Linked DNA regions of Mus musculus: all the other regions are linked to region 1. The links are chromatin contacts, called in public HiChIP or PLAC-seq and promoter capture Hi-C maps. All regions are on one chromosome and are shown on one strand. The core of a region is the stretch at or near the end of the contact, and the rest is flanking DNA. Distances in the headings are between cores, read along the strand shown.

Region 1 (2,729 bases), core at 86-2,585:
GTAGGCTTCAGGATGTCCTTGATGGCGATGATATTGTCGTGTTTGAAGTGTTTGAGGATCTTCAGCTCCCTGAGGGTCCGTTTGGCATTGGTCACCACATCAAAAGCATTAGGTATCTTCTTGATGGCCACCTGCTGGCCTGGGGAGCAGGAAAAGGGCATATACCAGAGAGTACCTTCAAGTTAGCTGCAGGTCCCTTCCAGCACTGCTCTTCTGGAGCCCAGATAGCAGTAAGTACCTACTGTGTGCAGGGCCCTGTGTGTAACATATATCAAATTTTAATTTCGCAACTGCCTCGTGAAACGGCTGCTAATAGCTCACATAGAGAGGAGGCGCGGCTAGTTAGCAGTGGTTGTGACTGTACTAACTGATCCTCCCTCCCTCCCTCCTCACATAGTCAGTCCATCCCAGATCCTCCCCATTCTTCCACCACTCCATCGTGCCAATCTCTGGCTCTAGAACATATCTCTTTTGGACACCAAAGAGCATCTCTCTATTCTGGCTTACAGGGAATATCCTTTTCCTAAGGAGAAAGTAGGCTGACTGGGAGAAGCAGGGGTTCCTGAGAAGGGTACCTAACGGGGAGCTGGCACCTAGTCCGTAAGCGTGAGTGGAACCAGAATCCCCGGCGCAGCTGATCCTCCTGGGACCGTGCGGGTTCCTCACCGCCTCTGGAAAGCAGTCCACACATGCTGAGCCTCAGGAAGCCAGCTCACCCGTGAGGCGGCGGCGCGCCGAAGACACCACCCCGTAGGCCCCATTGCCTATGGTCTCGATGATCTCGTACTCGTCCCCCACGTCAAAGGTCACGTCGAAGGAGCGGGCTTTGAGCAGGGCCAGGTTCTTGGCCACCACAGAGGCAGCGGTGTGAACGGGTTCTGCCTTCACCCTCCCAGGGGGCTCCCCAGAGCCATCTTCGCCGTCCTCCTCCTTCAGCGGTTCGGCCATGGTCTGTACGAAGCGCTGATGAGAAGATCGTCCTGAGGGCCTCTCAGTTCCGCCTCTGTGGGTTTGGAGGCAGGACCTGTGCAGCAGGCGAGAGGGGACCGCTGGCACAGAGAACCCCACGGCCCAGGATCCAGGGGGGCGCGGCGCGGCCCCGGAAGAAAGGGAGGGGCGGGGCGCTGGGACTCCCGGGATCGCACTCACCGACCGGCCGGCACCCCGCCGCCACGCCTCCTCGGGAATTTGGGATTCCTGAGTCTTGCCAACCCAGTGATGAGTGTTCCCCCGGGCTCGCTCACTTAACAAGAACCGCGGCCACCACCAAAGCCTCGCGTGCGCCGAAGCAGACCACCCCACCGGCCGCCCCGGGACCACGCTCCTCCAGCTCCCAGCCAATCGTTGAGCGGCCTCCGTGGAGGTTCCCACCCCTTTATTTTACTCTGTCCAATCAAAACTTACCGGACGGGAAAACCGCGCCCTTGTCAATCACGCGCGCGCGCGCGCGCGCCCAGCTGTCCCACTCCGGGCGGGAGCCGCCCAAGGGGTGATGCGTGCTCCTCAGGGGTGCGCGCGCAGCCCCGCACCATGCTCTCACGCATGCGTACTAGCAGCCTCCGGAGCTTGGGTGGTGGGGGGGAAGCGAGCAAGGCCCCACCAAGTTCTCTTGTACTTCTGAGCCTACTCGCTCCACAGGCCCGAAGGGCGGAGATAAGGGAGGGAGGAGGGGTGTTACCTAGGCAACAAGCTCCGCACCCCCCCACCCCCACCCCGTCCTTTTGGCTCCTCTTCCTTCCTTGTTAGCTTTATTTCCTAGGGAATTTGCTGCGCACTCTTTCGGCGCCGGAAGTTCTGGACGCCTTACCCCGGAGTAGTGACCAGAGACCCCAGTCTTTAGAGCGTCGCTGACTTGTTTTCCCCCACCCCCCCAACCACTCCAACACCCCCACCCCCACCCCCAGCCAGTGAGGACCTGGCGGGGATGCGCATGCGCTCTGAACCGGGCCAGACCCAACAACTTTTTCCCTTTCCTCTTCCATTTTTCCTCCATCCGGCTGGGACGTCCGGTTGAGGCAAAAGTGAGCATTGTTAACTCGAGAGCTAGAAAAGTTCTCGGTAGGCAGCTTAAGTCTCCAATCTCCAAAGAGATTCGGGATTCCCAGTGAGACAAGAAAAGTGTGGAGAGGGAAACTGGGATGAAATCCAGTAAAGTCTGAGTGTCCCCTTGACATTTATTACTGAGTTCTCAATCAAAAGCCAAAGGTTGAGTCTAAAGCAGAAATGGATCTTAGATATCATACACGGTTGTTTGTGTTGCCCAGCATTTGGTACTACATGCAGAAAGTTTCACACATCAATTCATTTTCACAAACTTAATACCTGCGCCTTTGATTTAGATTAAAATTTCTAAAAAAACTGGATGTACCGGCTCATGCTTTTAGTCCCAGCACTGAACAGGCAGAGGCTGGCCTCAAATTGACAGAGAGCTGCCTGCCTCTGCCTCCTGAGCGCTAAGATTAAAGGTGTTCACTGCCTGGCTAAATGACTATTTTGACAGAATGTTCAGAGAGTCTCAATTCAGTGTTACCGGGGCATGGGAAAGAAGGTGGAAAGTATTTAAATGGATGTCTTTAGAGGTTAGTGAAGATTTTATCTTAAATTCAGCGTGTTCAGCTAAGACCCCTCAGGTAGACTTTGGCTGAAATGTTCCTCTGTTCCCAGCAGTCTTGGGTATTTTTTGCTGAGCAGATAGTTCCTGTGCATGGCACAGGGATCTGCAGAAAAAA
Region 2 (2,729 bases), core at 99-2,598, 510 kb before region 1:
GCTAAGAAAGGACAGAGCTAGGATTTGAACCCAGGTCTCCTAGCCACAGATGCTATGAAAGTGGTCATGAGCGCATCAGCCTTTTGGGGACCTCCCTAACCTCTGACCTGTACCTCACTGGACCTCACTTCCTGTTACGCCTCCCTGTCAGTTCACCCGAGCCCCATCATGCATTCCCTTTGACTGGCCGAGGGACTCATGGTGCTCATCTGAAAATAGCCTCTACTTGACCAGATATCCGGGCCTCAGGCCAACTCAGGTGCCACTCCAGGCTCCCTATTCCATGATCTTGGAAGCATACAGGTTTTCCAGGTTCCTACTGGGAACTCCTGTGGAACCTCACCTTGGTCTTGGAAGTGCACCTTGTGGGGTGGGAAGGGATATCATCCCCCCCCTCCTTCAACCCTACCACACCACCCACCTTCCCTCAGGCTCTAAAGCTTCTTTAGGGATTCAGTGTACATCCTGACCCTCCCCCAGCATTCCTCGGGCCCTTCTTCTCCCTTTGATCTGTCTGCCTTGCTGCAGAAGGAGCTATTCATAGCCAAGATGATGCAAAATTTATAAAGTGTGGCTGGCAAGGCTGAAACCGCCCCCAGCGCATGGCACGCGGCCCCCCACCCCCACCCTGGAGGTTGGTTCTCCATGTGAGGGTGTATGTGAGAGTGAATGAGCGTGTGAAAGAGAGTGGGTGTGGAGGGGGGTTGGATTGCTTCACTATTAGACTGCTGTCGCTGTCATGATCCCGGTGGGTCATCGTCCCCTTCCTTGTCCTTCCCCTCCTTTATCTTGACAGGACTGGAGATGGGCCTCTCACTTGTCACTTGGTGTTCTGCCTAATCTGGTTTTGAGCCCTTATTACTTTTTAATTAATTGATTAACTTTGTTGTCATTGGTCTCTGTTTTGAGACAGGGTCTCACGTAGCCCAGGCTAGCCTCAGACTTGTATAGCAGAAATTGGCCTAAGACTCACTTCCCTCCTGCCTCTACCTCCTGAGTGTTGGGATTGTGGGTGTGTGCCACCACACCTGGCTTCAGTGTGCTGTTTTGAAATATGTATGCATTGTGCAACCACTGCTTCCAGCTGAGTGACACTGCGTGACCACACACACTTGTCGATTTATTTTTATTTTTATTTTTTTTTATTTATTTATTTATTTATTTATTTATTTATTTATTTTTTGTGGTGAGCACACTGCTCACTCCTTTCCAAGGCTGAATGACTCTGTCCTGCAGACAGACATGATATTCTCCTCGTGCCTCATCTTGGATAGGAGGAGCTTGCTTTTGTCTTTTGGCTGCTGTGCATGGCACTGTTGCCAAAGCTGGGGCCCGAATTTTCTCTGAATACTTGCTTCAATTCTCCTAAGCAGAGAGACATGCAAATTCAGTTGTGGGTCATAGTCCCATTGCTATGAGGGCCGGTTTTCTTTCTGGTTGAAGCCTTGCAACAATCCTCAGGGACCCTACTACTCCCTACCTCCACCATGCTCCCTGGCCCTGGGTGTGTCTACCCCAGGGCTGCATCCTCTGTATACTTCTCCCTACTTGTTAGCCCCCTGTATTACCTAAAGTTCCAGCCAAGGCCTTGAGCCCACAGGGACAGATGGTAAGGTCAGGATCATGGTGAATGACCTGGTCTAGTGGGTCACAGTCAAGTAGAAACTGAGCCCCAGATCTGTCAGGCCCTTGAGTCCTGGGTTTTTGACTGAAGCTGTGTATCTTCAGTGGGGACACCCGCCCACCTCCCACCTCTGCCTAGGCGTGTCAAGCCACAGGTGGTACACAGCTCATTTTTCTGGAAACTAGTTTTCCTAGGAGATCTGGGAAGAAAACAATCCTAGGTAGACTTTGCTGATTATATATGCCTATGTATATGACTATATATGCCTATATATACTTATATATGCCTATGTACTATAATATCATCTATCTATCTATCTATCTATCTATCTATCTATCTATCTATCTATCTATCTATCTATCTATCTACCTATCTAGCTATCTATCTATCTACCTACCTACCTACCTAAATCCCTTAGTGGGGTATATAGCTCACAGCTCCCCATCAACTTCTGCAGTTGATATCTAGATGGGTGTCTTAGTTAAGTTTGCTATAGCTATGATACGAATCATGACCAAAAGCAACTTGGGGAGGAAACTTTTCTTGTTTTTATTGTTTTCATCTTACAGCGTTTAGGTCACTTTTCATTACTGACATAAGTCAGAGCAGGAACTCTAAGCAGGAACCTGGACGCAGGCTCTGAAGCTGATGCCATGGAGGGGAGCTGCTTACTGGCTTGCTCCCTGTGGCTTGCTCAGACTGCTTTCTTATGCAATTTAGAACTACCTGCCTGCTACTGGCACCACCCAGAGTGGTCTGGCCCCACCACAGCAGTCATTATCAAGAAAATACCATACAGGCTCTTCTGGGGGTCAGTCTGGTGGGGGATATTCTCAATTGTAGTTCCCTCTTCCCAAATGATTCTAGCTTATGTGAACTTGACATATAAACACATCACTATTAAACCATAAACTTCCCGTTTTTGTTTGTCCCAAAGATCTTATATTAATATCACTAGCACAATATAAAATATTCTAACTTCAAAAAGTCCTACAGTCTTTAAAAATTCAAATATTTTAAAAATTCAGCCTTTTGGGCTGGAGAGATGGCTCAATGGTTAAAGAGCACTGACTGCTCTTCCGAAGGTCCTGAGTTCAAATCCCAG
Region 3 (2,729 bases), core at 163-2,662, 360 kb after region 1:
CTGCTCTTATTTTTTTTCCTTGACTTTTAAGTTATTTCATAATGAATAAGACATAGACGACAGTACCTTTTTAATAGGCACTCTTGAAACAAACAGAATAACCAAAGCTTTTTTTTTTTTTTTTAATTACTTCCAGTCTCAATGTGCCTTCTCAAATTCTTTAGATTCTATAACCTCGTGTGACCTATTTGCGAAACAGTGGCTTGGAAAAAACAAAGAAACAACAAAAAAAAAAACCCAAACAACTGAGGTTTGAACTTGCATCTACGTTGTATTATTAGGTTAGGGTCCAACTACCTTTGTCACTTATTTCCTCTAACTCAAAAAGGGGAGGGATACTACAAAGCTCCCCCAGACACAGAGGAACGTGATAGTCTGAGAAAGCTTCAGACTAACGGGAAACGCGCCCGTTTTCCGCTGGGTGTGCAATTATCCACGGTAAAGGTGACAAGCTCCGGAAAGCCCGGGGCAGGGAGAAGGGACAAAGGTCCACCGACCCATAGTATGGACAAGCACATTACACTGTGCAAACACTGGAGTCCTAGTCGCTTCGGGACCAGTGGCTTCTCTGAGCAGCAAGTCCCCGGGCGCACCTCGGTTACCCAGCACACTGTCAGGGAAGAACATCAGTGGCTCTGCGCCCGTCGGTAGGTGGAGCTCAGCCTAGCGGCTCTGGCCTCCAAAACAAACCCTGCGACAGTGACAGCAAGCACAAAGGCAGGCAGGCCCGGGGAGCCCTGCCCAGCGGCCAGGACCGGGGCGCTGGCTCCCCAGTTTCGCACCAGACAACGGGCCGGCGGCGCTCACCTGGCGGTGCCGCCCCCGGAAGACCACAGCGAAGGCCCCGTGTCCCACGAGGTCCCGCTTGCAGTACTCGAAGTCGCCCACCACCTCCATGGCCGCGCCCCCGGGACATAGAGCGCTAGGGTGGGCAGGCGTGGCGGAGAACCGGGATCAGCACCGCGGGCCCGAGGGCCCCAAGCACGCCCGCGGGCGGCGGGACAGGGGCAGCCACGGCCCCGGGCCCGGATGGACACTCATGCCGAGAGGCCGGAGCGGAAACGGGACGGGCCGCCGCGCGGAGCCGGGGTCAGCGAGGCCTGGGCCCGGTCGCTTCTCATGGCCCGGGCCGCCGTCGGCCGCGGGGCTCTAGCCAAGCGGCCTGGGCACTGCCCGGCCGAGGGCACCGCCGCCGTCACTGGGCGTACCCGGAGCTACCCGCGCGCCTGACAGCGGTGCAGGGCCGGGGCCGCGCCATCCCCGCAGGTGCGGCTGCCTCCGCTTGTTGCGCCCGCGGCGCTGCTGTGTAGCGGCCGCCGCCCTGGAACCCGCACAGCCGCGGTGGCGGCTTCTGCCTGCTTCGCGGGAGCGCCCAACGCACGCGCGCGCGCCGGCCGCTCCGCGCCGACTACCGGCCCTGTGCGACGTCAGCGCGTCTTGTAGGACGATGCGCCCCAGTCCTGCTCCCTCCGCCGAGAAAAGGAGTGCGCACCCCGGGACGCGGCGCCAGGCACCGGGGCGAGTCTGCAGTCACTGGAGCGAGTTGGCGAGCAGGGGTGTGGGGAGGAGGCCGCGGCTGCTTAGGAACGGGCGGCGGGCTCGGCTCCGCTCGGCTCGGCGCCCGCGGCTAGCTAGAGCCCGCCACGCCCTGACCTGAAGCCACCCTCTAAGAGGCGGATCTTGAACTCCGGCCCCGGGAGTCGCTGAGGCGGTGCAGACACTGGAGACAAAAACTCCGGGAGCTGCCTTTCAAATCCAGACCGCAAACTGCTAGACAACCCACCTAAGGGATAGGGTCTGACTGGAACCTGCGCCTTCTGGGGGTCTCTAGACTTCTGAGGGAGGCTCAGAACCTCCTTTCTAAGGAGGCGCTTCATCACACCAGTCAACTACCAGTTTGCCTCGGGCTTTTTTTTTTCCTCGGATTGTTTAGGTGAAAAATGATAGTCAACTTTTGCTCAAGAAAGCATTACAAAGCCATGGTAAACAATATGTGTGACCCCATACCTAAGTGTGTGTTCAGGTTTGGGGATGTTGCTGTCAATTTCATCGCCTGCCCCTGAAACAACTCCTCTCACCTCTCTCACTTCTCTCACCTCTCCCTCTCTGTCTCTGTCTCTCTCTCCTCTCTTCTTCCTCCTCCTCCCCTCCCCCCTCTGATTTTACTTTTATGTGTATGGGTGTTTTGCCTGCATATATGTGCACCACGAGTGCACCTAGTGCCTGCAGAGGCCAGACCAGGGTGTCGATCTGAAACTGCAATTACAGATAGCTATGAGCCACAATGTAGGTACTAGGAATCAAACCTGAGTCCTCTGGAAGACTAGCCAGTGCTCTTAACCACTGAGCCGTATCTCCAGCCAGCCCTCTGGAACTCATCTTGACAAACAGGTAGAAGCCCTAAAAACCTTCAGCTTTGAGACAGGTCAGGAATCTGAAAGCAATGTCTCTAGTCCATTTTCTTTTCCTAAAAAAAGAATACCACAGACTCAGTAAGTCCATTTTCCATTGCTAGAACAAAATGCCCCAGGCTTGGCACCTTATAAAGAAATGAGATTTATGCAGCTCACAGTTTTGGAGGCTGACACCCCAAACAGCAAAGCACCAGCTCTGACAAGGAGCTCATGAAAAAAGGCTTCACAAGGGACTATGGGACAGAAAGAGATCACAGGGCAAAGAAACCAGAGACTGAGAAGGGACCAGTGTTACGACTGTATAACAACTCACTT
Region 4 (2,729 bases), core at 168-2,667, 350 kb before region 1:
GCAGATTTTTGCTCTTCCTGAGGGATGAGTTAACGCTGCCAGCCAGGGTTGGCCTCTCTAGCTAGCTGCTTTACTTTTGTGTAACAGTGTTTTCGAGAGCATTTATTGATAAATCCTTTAAAACTTTGTTACTTCCATCTTTCTCCTTCAAGGGAGTGGTCCCTCACTTCACTAGCACAAAGTATGCCTTAGCACCTGCATTGCAAGACCCACAAGATAAGTCTGGGAGGAGAAATGTCAGGAGCAGAGAACTTTGAACTGAGAGACAAGGTCTTAGTCCTTAATTAAAGCCCGAGGTTCAAGTCGCAAGCTGTAAAGTGAACTATGGCCCCACTTCCCAGGACCATTCCACATCATGCCTGGGTCCAGACTTCTCTCAGTCATCTCCCTGGTTCCTATTTCAAAGTCTAAGCTCACCCAGGGGACCTGATGCTTGGTGGAGTCACCCTCCCGGGACACAAGCATGCATACATGCATGCATGCATCCATCCATCCCTGGGTTTGTCTGCCTCCAAAGCATGTGGAGAAACAGAATGGGCCAGCGCCAGAGGTGTCCAGCTTTAAGGTCTTGGGGAAAGGTGTCATCAGTCTGGGGCCAATACCTCAGAAAGCATAGCAGTGTCTTGGGGCTAGAAAAGGAATCCCACGTCATCAGTGAGGCGGACCTGGGGATGGCTGTGTGGATTACTTGGGCCTAATGAGGTGAAAAGAAAGCCTATGGTAAGGAGGCCACTTAGTCCTGGAATGGAGGAGGGTACATGTAGCTACAGGCCTAAATAAGGCACCGTTCCAGAAGGGGGCGCTGGGGAGTAGGTGCCCTCCTTGAACTTGCTTATCCTGAAACACCCACAGGATTGAGGCTAAGTAGCGACCAGCTGACTCTCTACTGCACACTGGGGGTCTGCCTCTGCGCCATCTTCTGCTGTTTCTTGGTGGCCTTGGCCTCCTTCCTCAGGCGTAGAGGAGAGCCACTACCCAGCCAGCCTGCCGGGCCACGTGGGTCACAAGCAAACTCTCCCCACGCCCACCGTAAGTATGGAAAGCCAGGCTTCCTTCCCTGACAATCACCAGCAGTACTCTCCCCTCCGCTATCCACCACTACCCCTGCATCCAGGGTGGACACACTCTGAGCCCACCGGCGTGGCCTGGGGCACATCCCATAGCACCTTAATGAAATCAGGTTCAAACAGTGGGGCCAGAAGAAAGGGTGGGTGTCAGGTTCTTGCTTCAGCTTTGAGAGGAGATCGGGAAGCGGGTTACCCCGGGGCGAGGGCTGGATGGTTTCGGGGTGCGGGGAGAAGTGAGCCCGGCCGTGAAAACCTGTTCAGGGGCGCTCAGAAGGGCAAGTCCTGGGGTGGCTGTAGAAGCGCTGGGCTCCTGGACCAGGCAGTCCTCGGTGTCCACAGCGCCCTCCTTTGTCACTGCAGGCCCCGTGACAGAGGCTTGCGACGAGGTGACCGCGTCACCCCAGCCTGTGGAAACGTGTAGCTTCTGCTTCCCGGAGCGCAGTTCTCCCACTCAGGAGAGCGCGCCGCGTTCGCTCGGGATACACGGCTTCGCGGGCACTGCCGCCCCGCAGCCCTGTATGCGTGCAACAGTAGGCGGCCTGGGTGTCCTGCGCGCATCCACTGGGGACGCTCGTCCGGCAACTTGACAGCCCGAAAAATAAAAAAGACAATTTAGAGGATGGAGTGACAGAGGGGGAAAGGGATGGAGAAGAGACAGATGAAGACACGATAAAGGAAGCCCGGCTGCACCCACGCAGAGCAACAAAGCAACCACCTGCAGCGCCCACGTTCCCAGCACCGCCTGTGCCTGCCGCTGTGTCCTATACTTTCCAGAGCAGTCAACCTGTGCCTTTTTTCTTTAGTCGAGAAAGATGGAGAATGACCGGCACCTAGCATTACCCTTACAATTCTTACAAACAAGTGGTCTTTCCTATGGCCTTAGGCAGATAGCTGAGTGCAGTGTGGATGTATTTGTGATTTAAGTAACTTGTATGTGTATGTGCAGATTCGGGGTTATGTCATATGTGCATGTATACGTGAGTTGTGTGTCTGTATGAGTTGTGTGTATATGTGCGCCTATAAATATGTGTGTGAATTCTGTGCATGCAGATGTGTGTGTACATATGTGTCTGGCTGATGTGGTATAGCCAGAAAGATGAGGGCCCTTCTAGGTGAAGGCCAAACATCTAAAAACCATCTAGGTGATGGGTGTTACCTTGACCTCAGCAAGAGTCTGTTCAATTGCATCACTTTTTATGGGCACCTGTGCTTATCTCTTAAAACTTCCAGGTGCATGAAAATACTCTCAGAAGCATTTCCCAGCAAGCTGAAGGGTGAGACGGTACACTTCACCCTTGTTACCCAGGCAGGCTTCTGAACCCCAAAGGCCACACAACAGGTGCCCCTGTTCTCACCATTCATCGCTATCAGGCTGCATAGGGAGGAGACTGTCTGCACAGAATAACTCTGACAACAGATCTAATAACACAAAGTGGCTGTCCACAGAGTTTGGAAGTCTGCAGTCAAGGTGTCTGCAGAATTGGCTCTTCCTGAGGCCACACATGCAAGATCTGTCCTTGGCTTCTCCTTAACCCACTGGTAGTCCCTCTCCATTTTTCTGTCTCGGGATCATTCTTATATTTCATGTTATGATCTGCCTAATAGCTTCATTTTGATTTTCCTGTAAAGAGTCCATCTCCAAAGAAGGCCACATTTGAAGCA
Region 5 (2,729 bases), core at 60-2,559, 270 kb before region 1:
CCTAGGCAACTGTTCTCATTGTAACCCACTCCACCAATCAGAACATACTAATAAAAGACAAATAGCAATGAATGGCAGAGCAAGAAGATGTAATTAGCATGGCCGTGTTAGGAAGTATGTACACATGACTTATTAGAGTGGCTTATAGGCTATGGTACACTAGTCCAACAATGTCTGTCTCCTGACAGAAAGGTCCAGAACCCAGTAGTTGTTCAGTCTACAGACTAGATGTCACAGCAGTTTGAGTCTGCTGTAGGAGCTCCAAAGACTCCTAGAGAGAGGCTGGTCTTCAATCCATGGGTCTGAGGCCCTGGGAGGCTGATGTGGGCAGGTCAACAATACACATTCACCCAGGATTTAGCCATTCTTTACACAGGCACCCAAGCCTTCCTTAGCTTCCCACAACCTTTGGATGGACATTTACGTGGGAGACAAGCATCTACAGGGCCTTTGCCCTTTTTGAGAGAATATCTACATACTTCTCCAAATGTCTTCCTTACTCAGCTCTAAAGAAAAATGAAGCTAAAATATTTTCATGAAAAGGGATGGACTTAGAATATTTAATATTAATCTAGGTCATACGGTCACAGAAAAATGAATTCCACAAGTAGCATATGTGTGCATGTAAACAAATGTACCCGATGGTGACATTGCAACATGAAGGAAAGAGGAGAAGAAGCCAGGCTAAGTGCTAGGGAAGGAAGAGAACTGGATGTTGGCGATGGGCAAGAATCAGGAAAGAAGATGGAGAGCTAACTTTGTTTCTAGTTCTAATTTTGTTATGGGTTTTTGTTTGTTTGTTTTTGTTTGTTTTGGTGGTGAGTAAGTGAATAAAATATACGCAATATTGAAAGTGTGAAAAATTATTGGGAAATACTACAGCATACTTTCTGAATGCCTAGTCTAACTGTACAGAAGTTCACTGAGTATAGAGACTTCGGGTCTTGTCAATCTTGGCGTGTAACGTTTTCATTTATTTGCAAGGTTTTAAAATAAAGTTAATAAAATAATAAAAATGAAATTATAAAAGTCACAGGTAAATGGATGGAGCTGGAAACACTTGTTCTGGGTGAGGTGACCTAGACCCAGAGACAGACATCATACTTTTTTTTTCCTCTCATTTGTGGCCAGAGCTTTGAGCTTTCTGATACAAATGCTTAATTTGAAATATCCATAGAGGTCAGGGAAGTTTGCAAGAGACTCAAGAGGTCATGTGGAGGGACTTTTCAAGAAAAGGAAGGCAGGATGCAGTGGCTGAAAGGTTTCAATGGAACAGGAATGAGTCAACCTAGAGTTACCCAATAACGGGGTGACAACGCCCCTACCAGACCACAGGTCACCTAACAAAAAGCCCAACGCCAGGAATGTGTTATCTCTTTTTGAACTGTTGGCTGGCGAGGTTCGAGAGATGACAAATATTACTGGAGAAATATCTTTATCAGGGGTTTTCTTCCCCACCCTTTCCCATCTAGCTCCCGAATAAGAGTCCCAGGATCCTGAGATTTTATTTACAAGCAGTAAGCCTAGATTGATTCTGAGCTCTTCTAACTTACTCCCCAGCCACACGCCCCCTTGTGACTTGCTGTTTGAATCTCACCCAGGCTGTTTCTCTTCCTTCAGCCTGGCCTCAGGATCGCTTCTCCTGGCCACATGCTCAAGATCCATCTGGCCTCATGGCAGCCTCCTCCTCTCTCTGTGTTCTCTCTACTCCTCACCACCCCCCACCCTGTCTCTCTGGAAACTGCTCACTCAATCCTCAGATCCTGCCTCCCCCCCACACACACACCAATCACAGGCTCACAAAGGTGTACACGAGACTGACAACCAGATCTTGGGGTTCAGGATTTAGCATTTGTATATATAGCAACAGACCCACCCCCAACACATTACAGGCTATTTATTTATACTGGTATTGGTTTCCCTCCAAAATTTTCCCTCCAAAGACCCTATTGTTGAAGACACCACATAGCTGAGTCACAGAATGTGGAGAAATTAAGCTGGTAGCGACCTGGGCTTTACCTCTACCACCAGCTTTCATGATGCTGAAGGCACTACGGACACTACAGGAGGAAGCAAGTTATTATCCATCCTACCCAGCTACGGTACCCTGAGAGCTGCAGTAACAACCAGCCCAGCAAGACAGTCCACTGGTGCTGAGTCCACTGCTGTCCATCATAATGCCAAGAATGGGCCCCCAAGACCTGGAGTCCCCCATAGACCCGTGGCCCTGTATTTCTGGGGTTTTTTTTTGTTTTTTGTTTTTGTTTTTGTTTTTTTGTTTGTTTGTTTGTTTGTTTTTCGAGACAGGGTTTCTCTGTGTAGCCCTGGCTGTCCTGGCACTCACTTTGTAGACCAGGCTGGCCTCGAACTCAGAAATCCGCCTGCCTCTGCTTCCCGAGTGCTGGGATTAAAGGCATGCACCACCACGCCCAGCTGGCCCTGTATTTCTGATTGGTAAATAAAGATGCCAACTGCCAATAGCTGGGCAGAAGAGACAAAGGTTTAGGTTTCCTAGGCTTGCTGGTCAGAGGAGACCGATAAGGAAGAGAATAAGCAGGAGGAGGAAAGAGAAGCCACCAAGGGTTAGGAATCAAGAAAACATGGCCCTGAAGGCTGGCCAATTGGAGTTAAAGAGCAGCCCAGATGAAACATGGTAAGTAATAACTCAGGGTTATTGATAGGAAAGAAGATTCTAATAACATAGAGGGTAGATATCTGCCCAGTCCTTG

What was found. Promoter capture Hi-C pulls out the DNA fragments that hold promoters and counts their contacts. HiChIP or PLAC-seq counts read pairs in DNA pulled down with a chosen protein or histone mark.
Region 2: a contact with region 1 is called in a promoter capture Hi-C map of liver, with 2.0 times the contacts expected there. The contact joins the enhancer-like site here to the promoter of Mapk7 in region 1. A contact is called at or near these places in 6 of 39 promoter capture datasets (the SN4741 cell line, embryonic stem cells, hippocampal neurons and 3 more).
Region 3: a FOXA1 HiChIP or PLAC-seq map of pancreatic cancer cells shows a contact between it and region 1. The contact joins the promoter of Ulk2 here to the promoter of Mapk7 in region 1. A contact is called at or near these places in 2 of 39 promoter capture datasets (the C10 cell line and the SN4741 cell line), 1 of 484 Hi-C or Micro-C datasets (CD4 T cells), 2 of 115 datasets of contacts at active chromatin or transcription factors (memory CD8 T cells and pancreatic cancer cells) and 1 of 9 other capture datasets (adipose tissue).
Region 4: an H3K4me3 HiChIP or PLAC-seq map of forebrain shows a contact between it and region 1, with 4 times the contacts expected there. The contact joins the enhancer-like site here to the promoter of Mapk7 in region 1. A contact is called at or near these places in 7 of 39 promoter capture datasets (the C10 cell line, the SN4741 cell line, cranial neural crest and 4 more), 1 of 15 datasets of contacts at CTCF or cohesin (embryonic stem cells), 1 of 484 Hi-C or Micro-C datasets (embryonic stem cells), 18 of 115 datasets of contacts at active chromatin or transcription factors (the 230-238 cell line, acute myeloid leukemia, astrocytes and 12 more) and 2 of 9 other capture datasets (adipose tissue and liver).
Region 5: a promoter capture Hi-C map of the SN4741 cell line shows a contact between it and region 1, with 2.8 times the contacts expected there. The contact joins the enhancer-like site here to the promoter of Mapk7 in region 1. A contact is called at or near these places in 16 of 39 promoter capture datasets (the 3T3-L1 cell line, 3T3-L1-derived adipocytes, the C10 cell line and 10 more), 12 of 484 Hi-C or Micro-C datasets (the CH12 cell line, the N1E-115 cell line, adipose-derived mesenchymal stem cells and 7 more), 23 of 115 datasets of contacts at active chromatin or transcription factors (the 230-238 cell line, the NIH/3T3 cell line, astrocytes and 14 more) and 5 of 9 other capture datasets (adipose tissue, embryonic stem cells, liver and 2 more).

What each region holds. Positions count from the first base shown.
Region 1 is chr11:61,492,931-61,495,659 of GRCm38.p6, forward strand. It overlaps Mapk7 (mitogen-activated protein kinase 7), which reads right to left and starts at 1,336. Exons shown (of 7, transcript NM_011841.2): 1 at 1,150-1,336; 2 at 717-1,024; 3 at 1-139. The coding sequence starts at 948.
Region 2 is chr11:60,981,688-60,984,416 of GRCm38.p6, forward strand. The region is part of intron 1 of Gm35681 (a long non-coding RNA gene); the gene reads left to right. Among named protein-coding and RNA genes, the nearest start is that of Gm35681, 4.0 kb to the left of the region's middle. Within about 2 kb of position 1,349, at least 8 of the 459 cell types and tissues checked have an H3K27ac peak or open chromatin away from gene starts, as enhancers often do. A contact at or near this core is called in liver, where this site is marked.
Region 3 is chr11:61,853,680-61,856,408 of GRCm38.p6, forward strand. Ulk2 (unc-51 like kinase 2) reads right to left here and starts at 1,413. Exons shown (of 27, transcript NM_013881.4): 1 at 808-1,413. The coding sequence starts at 897.
Region 4 is chr11:61,145,989-61,148,717 of GRCm38.p6, forward strand. It overlaps Tnfrsf13b (tumor necrosis factor receptor superfamily, member 13b), which reads left to right. Exons shown (of 5, transcript NM_021349.3): 4 at 853-1,029; 5 at 1,428-2,729. The coding sequence ends at 1,654. Among named protein-coding and RNA genes, the nearest start is that of Tnfrsf13b, 21 kb to the left of the region's middle. Within about 2 kb of position 1,418, at least 55 of the 459 cell types and tissues checked have an H3K27ac peak or open chromatin away from gene starts, as enhancers often do. A contact at or near this core is called in forebrain and hippocampal neurons, where this site is marked.
Region 5 is chr11:61,219,057-61,221,785 of GRCm38.p6, forward strand. No RefSeq gene overlaps it. Among named protein-coding and RNA genes, the nearest start is that of Aldh3a1, 12 kb to the left of the region's middle. Within about 2 kb of position 1,310, at least 13 of the 459 cell types and tissues checked have an H3K27ac peak or open chromatin away from gene starts, as enhancers often do. A contact at or near this core is called in the SN4741 cell line and pancreatic cancer cells, where this site is marked.